Regions from separate parts of the Ovis aries genome. Here region 2 is linked to region 1. The links are chromatin contacts, called in public Hi-C maps. All regions are on one chromosome and are shown on one strand. Each heading gives the region's core, a stretch centred on a gene start, on an enhancer-like site or on the middle of the called end of the contact. The rest is flanking DNA. Distances are from core to core; before and after follow the strand shown. Region 1 holds the start of PLBD2 (phospholipase B domain containing 2). Region 2 holds the start of DDX54 (DEAD-box helicase 54).

Region 1 (3,778 bases), core at 686-3,185:
AGGATGCGCTCACCTATTGGTAATTAAAGTTTCACTCTTTATATTTAGATGCTCACCATTTAGGACTTGATTCTCGTGTATTGTGTGAGGAGTGGACACTGGGTCAAAGTAGAAAAAGACAAAGGAAGTATTTTGGGGACAACTGGTAAAATTTGAATAAAGACCCTGTATTAGACTATCATTCAGTTCAGTTCTGTTCAGTTCAGTTGCTCAGTCATGCGCGACTCTTTGCGACCCCATGAATCACAGCACGCCAGGCCTCCCTGTCCATCACCAACTCCCTTAGTTCACTCAGACTCACGTCCATCGAGTCAGTGATGCCATCCAGCCATCTCATCCTCTGTCGTCCCCTTCTCCTCCTGACCCCAATCCCTCCCAGCATCAGAGTCTTTTCCAATGAGTCAACTCTTTGCATCAGGTGGCCAAAGTATTGGAGTTTCAGCTTTAGCGTCAGTCCTTCCAATGAACACCCAAGACTGATCTCCTTTAGGATGGACTGGTTGGATCTCCTTGCAGTCCAAGGGACTCATGAGCCTTCTCCAACAACACAGTTCAAAAGCATCAATTCTTCTGCACTCAGCATTCTTCACAGTCCAACTCTCGCATCCATACATGACCACTGGAAAAACCATAGCCTTGACTAGACGGACCTTGGTTGGCAAAGTAATATCTCTGCTTTTCAATATACTAGCTAGGTTGGTCATAACTTTTCTTCCAAGGAGTAAGTGTCTTTTAATTTCATGGCTGCAATCACCATCTACAGTGATTTTGGAGCCCCTCAAAATAAAGTCTGACCCTGTTTCCACTGTTTCCCCATCTATTTCCCATGAAGTGATGGGACCAGATGCCATGATCTTCGTTTTCTGAATGTTGAGTTTTAGGCCAATTTTTTCACTTTCATCAAGAGGCTTTTTAGTTCCTCTTCACTTTCTGCCATAAGGGTGGTGTCATCTGCATGTCTGAGGTTATTGATATTTCTCCTGGCAATCTTGATTTCAGCTTGTGCTTCTTCCAGCCCAGCGTTTCTCATGATGTACTCTGCATTGAAGTTAAATAAGCAGGGTAACAATATACAGCCTTGATGTACTCCTTTCCCTATTTGGAACCAGTCTGTTATTCCATGTCCAGTTCTAACTGTTGCCTCCTGACCTGCATACAGGTTTCTCAAGAGGCGGGTCAGGTGCTCTGGTATTCCCACCTCTTTCAGATTTTTCCACAGTTTATTGTGATCCATACAGTCAAAGTCTTTGGCATAGTCAATAAGGCAGAAATAGATGTTTTTTCTGGAACCCTCTTGCTTTTTCGATGATCCAGCAGATGTCGGCAATTTGATCTCTGGTTCCTCTGCCTTTTCTAAAACCAGCTTGAACATCTAGAAGTTCACAGTTCACGTACTGCTGAAGCCTGGTTTGGAGAATTTTGAGCATTACTTTACTAGTGTTGCTGCTGCTGCTGCTGCTAAGTCGCTTCAGTCGTGTCCGACTCTGTGCGACCCCAGAGACGGCAGCCCACCAGGCTCCCCCATCCCTGGGATTCTCCAGGCAAGAACACTGGAGTGGGTTGCCATTTCCTTCTCCAACGCATGAACATGAAAAGTGAAAGTGAGTCTCTCAGTCGTGTCCGACCCTCAGCGACCCCATGCACTGCAGTCTTCCAGGCTCCTCCGTCCAGGGGATTTTCCAGGCAAGAGTACTGGAGTGGGGTGCCATTGCCTTCTCCGAAGATCGCACAGTCTCAGAGAAAAAAAAAAAGTTGGGAGGAAGAGTGCTACGGAAAGGTTTGAGTAGGCAAAGGAGGGTGCCTGTCCCCTTTAAGATGGCCCCGCCCTTCACGTCCCGCCCCCAGGGCACCGCCCACTCGGAAAGGATTCGGCCCAAGCCCCGTCGCCTGCCGTATCCAGCCCTCCCCGGCTCGCCCAGGCCCCGCCCTCCGCGGAGGAGTGCTGTCACGTGAGCCGGGCTGCGGCGCCCAGCTCCGCGCCGTCATGGTGGCCCCGATGTATGGCTCCCCGGGCGGCCGCCTGGCCCGGGCAGTGACGCGGGCGCTGGCGCTGGCCCTGGTGCTGGCCCTGCTGGTCGGGCTGTTCCTGAGCGGCCTGACCGGCGCGATCCCGACCCCGAGGGGCCAACGGGGGCGGGGGATGCCGGTTCCGCCCGCCTCCCGCTGCCGCTCGCTGCTCCTGGACCCCGAGACGGGCCAGCTGAGCCTGGTGGATGGCCGCCACCCTGACGCCGTAGCCTGGGCCAACCTTACCAACGCCATCCGCGAGACCGGGTAAGGGTTGGCCGGATCTCGCGCGGGCCGGCCGGGGGAGGGAGTTGCGTGGGCGCCGGGCCTCGCCGGCCCCTAGGACCGGCCTCTTGCCGGTGACAGAGTCCCATCCTTGTCTCCCTGCGGGCCAGTTTCCCTCCTCCGAGGCTGCAGCGCCGTGGTTGGGTGGGGCCAGTGCAGCCTCCCTCAGCTCACCGGGGCCAGTCTGCCTTCTGCCAGGGATGAGAGGACCTCTGTTTCCCTGGCGACACAGTAATCCCCACATAGGCCAGCGCTTTCCTCCTCCAACCCCCGTCTCACTCCCAGGGACCGGAGGGATAGTACTACCTCTCTAGGAGAAATTCTCACTTCCTTCGTTGTAGATTACCCTGTGGGTGCCAGCCCCACCTGCCTCCTTTCTGGAACCAGAGCAGTAGAACTGAGCTTGGATTCCAGGCCAGTCTGAAAACAGAGAGTCCCCGAATTCACAAAGACCCAGATGGTATCCTTGCTTGGCTTCTGCTCCCCGCTTCCCTCGTCTCTCCTGGTCCAGGGGAAAGTCGCTTGTCCAGATGCTCAGTATGGAGCCAAGGACTCCATCTTTGGCAGTCATCGTCACTGTCCTTGTCACTGGGCTCTGGGCTGTCATTCTGATGTCTGGCTCTTACCTAACTCCTCTGCCTGTCTGGGCTCTCATTTCCCCATCTTGTGGCTTGGAATTTGAGGATATGCTCTGCCTGGGAAGTTGGGCGGTGCCTTTCTCAGGCCTTGTACCAGGGCTTGTGCCCATTCATTCATTCACTCACTCACCTGGTGTGCTTGGCCATGGGGACACAGAGTTGAGGGGCCCCCCATTCAGTGGGGGAAACTGTGAGGAGGGAAAATCCTGGAAGTGGGGGAACATCTGCCTCCTAGGCTTGTCAGCGTGGCCCAGGCCCAGGACCCAGGCTGTGTGGAGGGTCTTAGGGAACCCTGTATGTCCCTAAGGACACTGTCCCATCCTGGACTCATCCAGTTTGCTGGCATGCATTCATTCCTGCAGGTGTTGGGGAGACACAGGACACTGAGGACACCCCAGTTCTGGGGCTTTGTGGCACTTGGGAGGGTGTTAGACAGATAGACCTGAGATCGTGGGAAGAGGTTTTACTGCAGACACAGGAGCTGAGTGGGGCTAATCTGGGAGGGGTTCCAGGGAGAGGAAGCCACAGGGTGGGCTGGCATCCACAAAGGAAACCAGAACTCTGTGAGATCTGACTCTAGAATCTGGTGACCCAGTCTCTGCTGACTCATATATTTTTGGCTCTGCTTAGCAGAGCTAATTGGAGAAGGAAGGCAATGGCACCCCACTCCAGTGCTCTTGCCTGGAAAATCCCATGGACGAAGGAGCCTGGTAGGCTGCAGTCTATGGGGTCGCAAAGAGTCGGACATGACTGAGCGACTTCACTTTGACTTTTCACTCATGCACTGGAGAAAGAAATGGCAGCCCACTCCAGCGTTCTTGCCTGGAGAATCCCAGGGACAGGGGAGC
Region 2 (3,651 bases), core at 805-3,304, 130 kb before region 1:
ACCATTTATTTATTCCTGAGTGTCGGGTAACTGTGCCAACCACTGTACATGTCTCATCCCCTTAAGTCTTCTCAATAATCCCACTGGGTCCCACCTTCCACTGTGAGGAAACGGGCTCAGAGAGGTCAAATTGCTCGCCCAAGGTCACACAGCAGATGAATGGCAGGGAATCTTCCTATCCTATTACCTGTATTTGTTCTTCTTCCTTGGTGTGAGGGTTGGGGTGCTGCCACTGGAGGAGGTGGACTCACAGCTCCCATTGGCCCCCAAGGCCTGAGACACCCCTGTCCCCACTCCTCTGGGTCTGTTGGCCTTCTTCATCCACGGTGGGTCAAAGTCTGGTGGTGCGGGCCGGGTGCCTGCAGGGCTGCCAAACAAAGTCTCATCCACGTATGATGGCCTAACCTTGACCCGGTAGCCACTCCGGCCACGGTGCTGAACGTGGAGGGTCTGCATCCCGCTGATGGCCATCTCCACCGGGGTCTTCATGCTCTCTGTTGTCCTGAGTGACAGCAGGGGTGCTCTGCTTGCCAGGCCCTACATCCAGGGCTCCCTGTGAAAAGGGGTCAGGGTAGCAACCATCTGTCATCAGAAAAGACTGGCAATCACTTTAAGGGCCCATCCCCAGGGCAAAAAGGTCACATTCTCCCTCAACCAGTCTTCCTCAAAGGGGAGCTGCCAATCCCAGGGAACATTTCAGAAATTTGACATTTTTTGAGTTGTTGTAATGAAGGGGTGGGCGTCCCTGGTGGCTCAGATGGTAAAGAATCCACCTGCAATGTGGGAGACCTGGGTTTGATCCCTGAGTTGGGAAGATCCCCTGGAGGAGGACATGGCAACCCACTCCAGTATTTTTGCCTGGAGAATCCCCATGGACAGAGGAACCTGGCGGGCTACAGTCCATGGATTCGCAGAGTTAGGCACGACTGAGTGAGTGAGCACACAGAAATCACGGGGACAGGGGTGCTACAGATGAATATTTAATGAGTAAATGCGCATTCCTAGCATACTGGTGTGTGTTCAGTCAATATTTATAGAACACTAGGGGAATGAACAAGAGATTTGGGCCTCTGCCTATTCTGGCACCACACAGAAAATCAACTATGCTGATGAGGAATGGGGGAAACAGGGCAGGTTTCTATATCTTGTACATATTTATCGGGCAGAAATAATAACCAGCATTGATCGATCCCAAGCCTACCTCCTGCAAAGAGCTTTACAAGCATTGTCTCATTTCATCCTCTCAACACTCCTGTGAGGTAGCTTCCATTATGTTCATTCTATAGATGACAAAACTAAGGCTTCAAAAGGTGAAGTTGCAAGTGTCAGTCACACCTATAAAGCTAAAACAGTGGAAATTGAATTTGAACCTGATTAAGGGTCTAAAGCTCCTGCACTTAACCATTCCCCTACTAGGGGATCACACCCAGTCCTCCAGCTGCCCCTCATTCACTGATCCCCAAGTCCACGTCCCGGAGATGTCCGATGTGCCCGCATTATCGAGTTATTTTCCTACCTGAGCATCTTGGTTCGCTGACGTCGGTCGTTACCGTCAGCGTCCCCTGCTCCCAGGCCTGGACTCCTTTGTGGGGCGCTCGGGCATCGGAGGCGCGCGCCGGACATCCGAATCGGCAGCTCTGAATCCCGGGAGCCCGCGACTCCGGGAAGTTCCAAGGCCGCCCCCAGCTCCAACCCCAGACCGGGGTACGGGGCGGAACGACTCAGAGCTGGCAGCCGGGCCCTAGCGACGTGTGTTCCGCGCGCGCGGACGCGCGTCAAACAGCAACCCGTGAGTGACAGGATGGGGCGGGGCGGCCGGAACCATTTACTCCTCGGGGGTGAGTTAAGGCCCCCGATTCCGGACGCCCCCCGGAGTTCCCCAAAGCTTCGGAAGGGGTACCTTCCGCGCCAGCGAGGGGAGTGTGTGTGTGTGCATGTGGATCAAGCCCCTGGAGGCAGCAGAAGGAGCAGGAACGCAGCCGGGGCCGCGTGGAGGCGTCCCCCGTGCCCCCGCCGCGCTGTTGGTATGTCCCTATGGGCTCCGCCCCCTCCCATTTCCCGGCGCCGGGGCCCGCATGGCTGCCGGCACGCGCCCGGCGGCCGCCCCGCGGTCCGGAGCTACCATGGCCCAGTGGAAGAAGAAGAAGGGGCTCCGGAAGCGCCGGGGTGCGGCGTCCCAGTCCCGCAGCAGCGACTCGGAGGACGGCGAGTTTGAGATCCAGGCAGAAGATGACGCCCGGGCCCAGAAGGTAGGGAGCGCAGGGCTGGGATACACGTCGGAACCCGAGCTCCGCGCGGTGCCCGGCAGTTCCCCCAGCTGGGGAGCGGGCACGGCTGAGGATGGGGAGAGATCGGCTGGCCGGGGGATCAAGGCAGGACCTCCGGCCTGAGCACGTGTCCCAGGACCCTCCACACCTGGGGTCTAGACTCCCGAAGCCTCTGTGTTGGGTAAGCTCGGGGCCTGCGGGCCTTCCTGGCTGACGCTTGGTCTAGCGCTTCTCATTGGCTTCTTCCTGGCCATCGAGGGCGGGTCCTGGTTTCCATTCGCCCAATGAAAAGTGCGGGTGCTGAACATTGGACTTTTGAGAGTTTGGGGGTTCTTCGGCAGACAAATTAGGAGAAGGCTGCACCTCGTGGCTTTGAGACAGCGACGCCCCCAAACCTCTGGGAAACTAATAATAAGTTAAACTCGCGTCTATTGATCACTTACTGTGTGCAGGCTCCGTGCTAAAAGCCTTTATAAGCCTTATCATTTAATCACCACATCAACCCTGCGAGCTGAGTGCTTATCCTCATTTTCCAGAGAAGGAAACAGAAGCCTGGAGGGGTGAAGGAACTTTACCAAAACCTCATAGCTTGTGAGTGGGAGAGCCAGGATTCAAATCCAGGACTGTATGGTTCCAGACCCTGTGCTATTTCCACTACTGAGTGCTGAGTGTATGCAAATGGGGGGGGGGCGGGGGGAGGGGGAACAGGTGTGAGCCCCAGTGGAGCAAAAGAGCTATAGCCTGTTGTTTCTCACAACCTTGTGCTTAGCGGGTGTCTGGCACAGAGAAGACTCTGGGTATAATAGATGAATGAGTGGGGGTTTATATGAAGAGAGCCCTCTCTGCTCCTCAGAAGTAGGGACCAGATGGGGACCTTATTCCATCTCAACCGAGCCTCACACAGAAGGTTCTCTATAACTAGGGACCAAGGCACAGCCATGTGTTCAACACCTTGTACTGGCTGTGGGGGAGTACACATGGGAGAAATTGCTTAATCTCTCTGTGTGTGCCTCAGCTTCTGCACATGCAGAAAGTAGTTGAGTCTGTATGCCTCAAACACTGTGGAAAGGAGGAATGACAGTGTTCAGACATTCTGCTCGTCAGTAAATGTTGCTGGGGCACCAGTGTGTTAAAAGGCACTTTGTTATCATGTGTCTGGAGCAGGGGTAGGTTGGCAAACTTTCCCTGTAAAGGACCAAATGGTAACTAGTTTAGGCTTTGCAGGGTCATATAAGGTCATACAACTGTCTTCTTTGATTTTGCTACAATCTTTTAAGATTTAAAAACCATTCTCATCTCGGGGACTGTACAAGACAGGTGCAGCTCTGACCTAGAGGGTTGTGTTGGACCGCAGAGGGGCACATAGGAAGGAATATAGACTCTG

Evidence for each region. Hi-C and Micro-C count contacts between places; a contact is called where the count stands out from the background.
Region 2: a Hi-C map of muscle shows a contact between it and region 1, with 2.9 times the contacts expected there. The contact joins the promoter of DDX54 here to the promoter of PLBD2 in region 1. A contact is called at or near these places in 10 of 16 Hi-C or Micro-C datasets (blood, hypothalamus, mesenteric adipose tissue and 4 more).

What each region holds. Positions count from the first base shown.
Region 1 is chr17:61,134,733-61,138,510 of ARS-UI_Ramb_v3.0, reverse strand. PLBD2 (phospholipase B domain containing 2) reads left to right here and starts at 1,935. Exons shown (of 12, transcript XM_027956558.2): 1 at 1,935-2,274. The coding sequence starts at 1,985.
Region 2 is chr17:61,268,425-61,272,075 of ARS-UI_Ramb_v3.0, reverse strand. DDX54 (DEAD-box helicase 54) reads left to right here and starts at 2,054. Exons shown (of 20, transcript XM_042234659.2): 1 at 2,054-2,249. The coding sequence starts at 2,076. It overlaps RITA1 (RBPJ interacting and tubulin associated 1), which reads right to left and starts at 1,777. Exons shown (of 5, transcript XM_060401231.1): 1 at 1,517-1,777; 2 at 1,202-1,343; 3 at 188-553. The coding sequence starts at 489.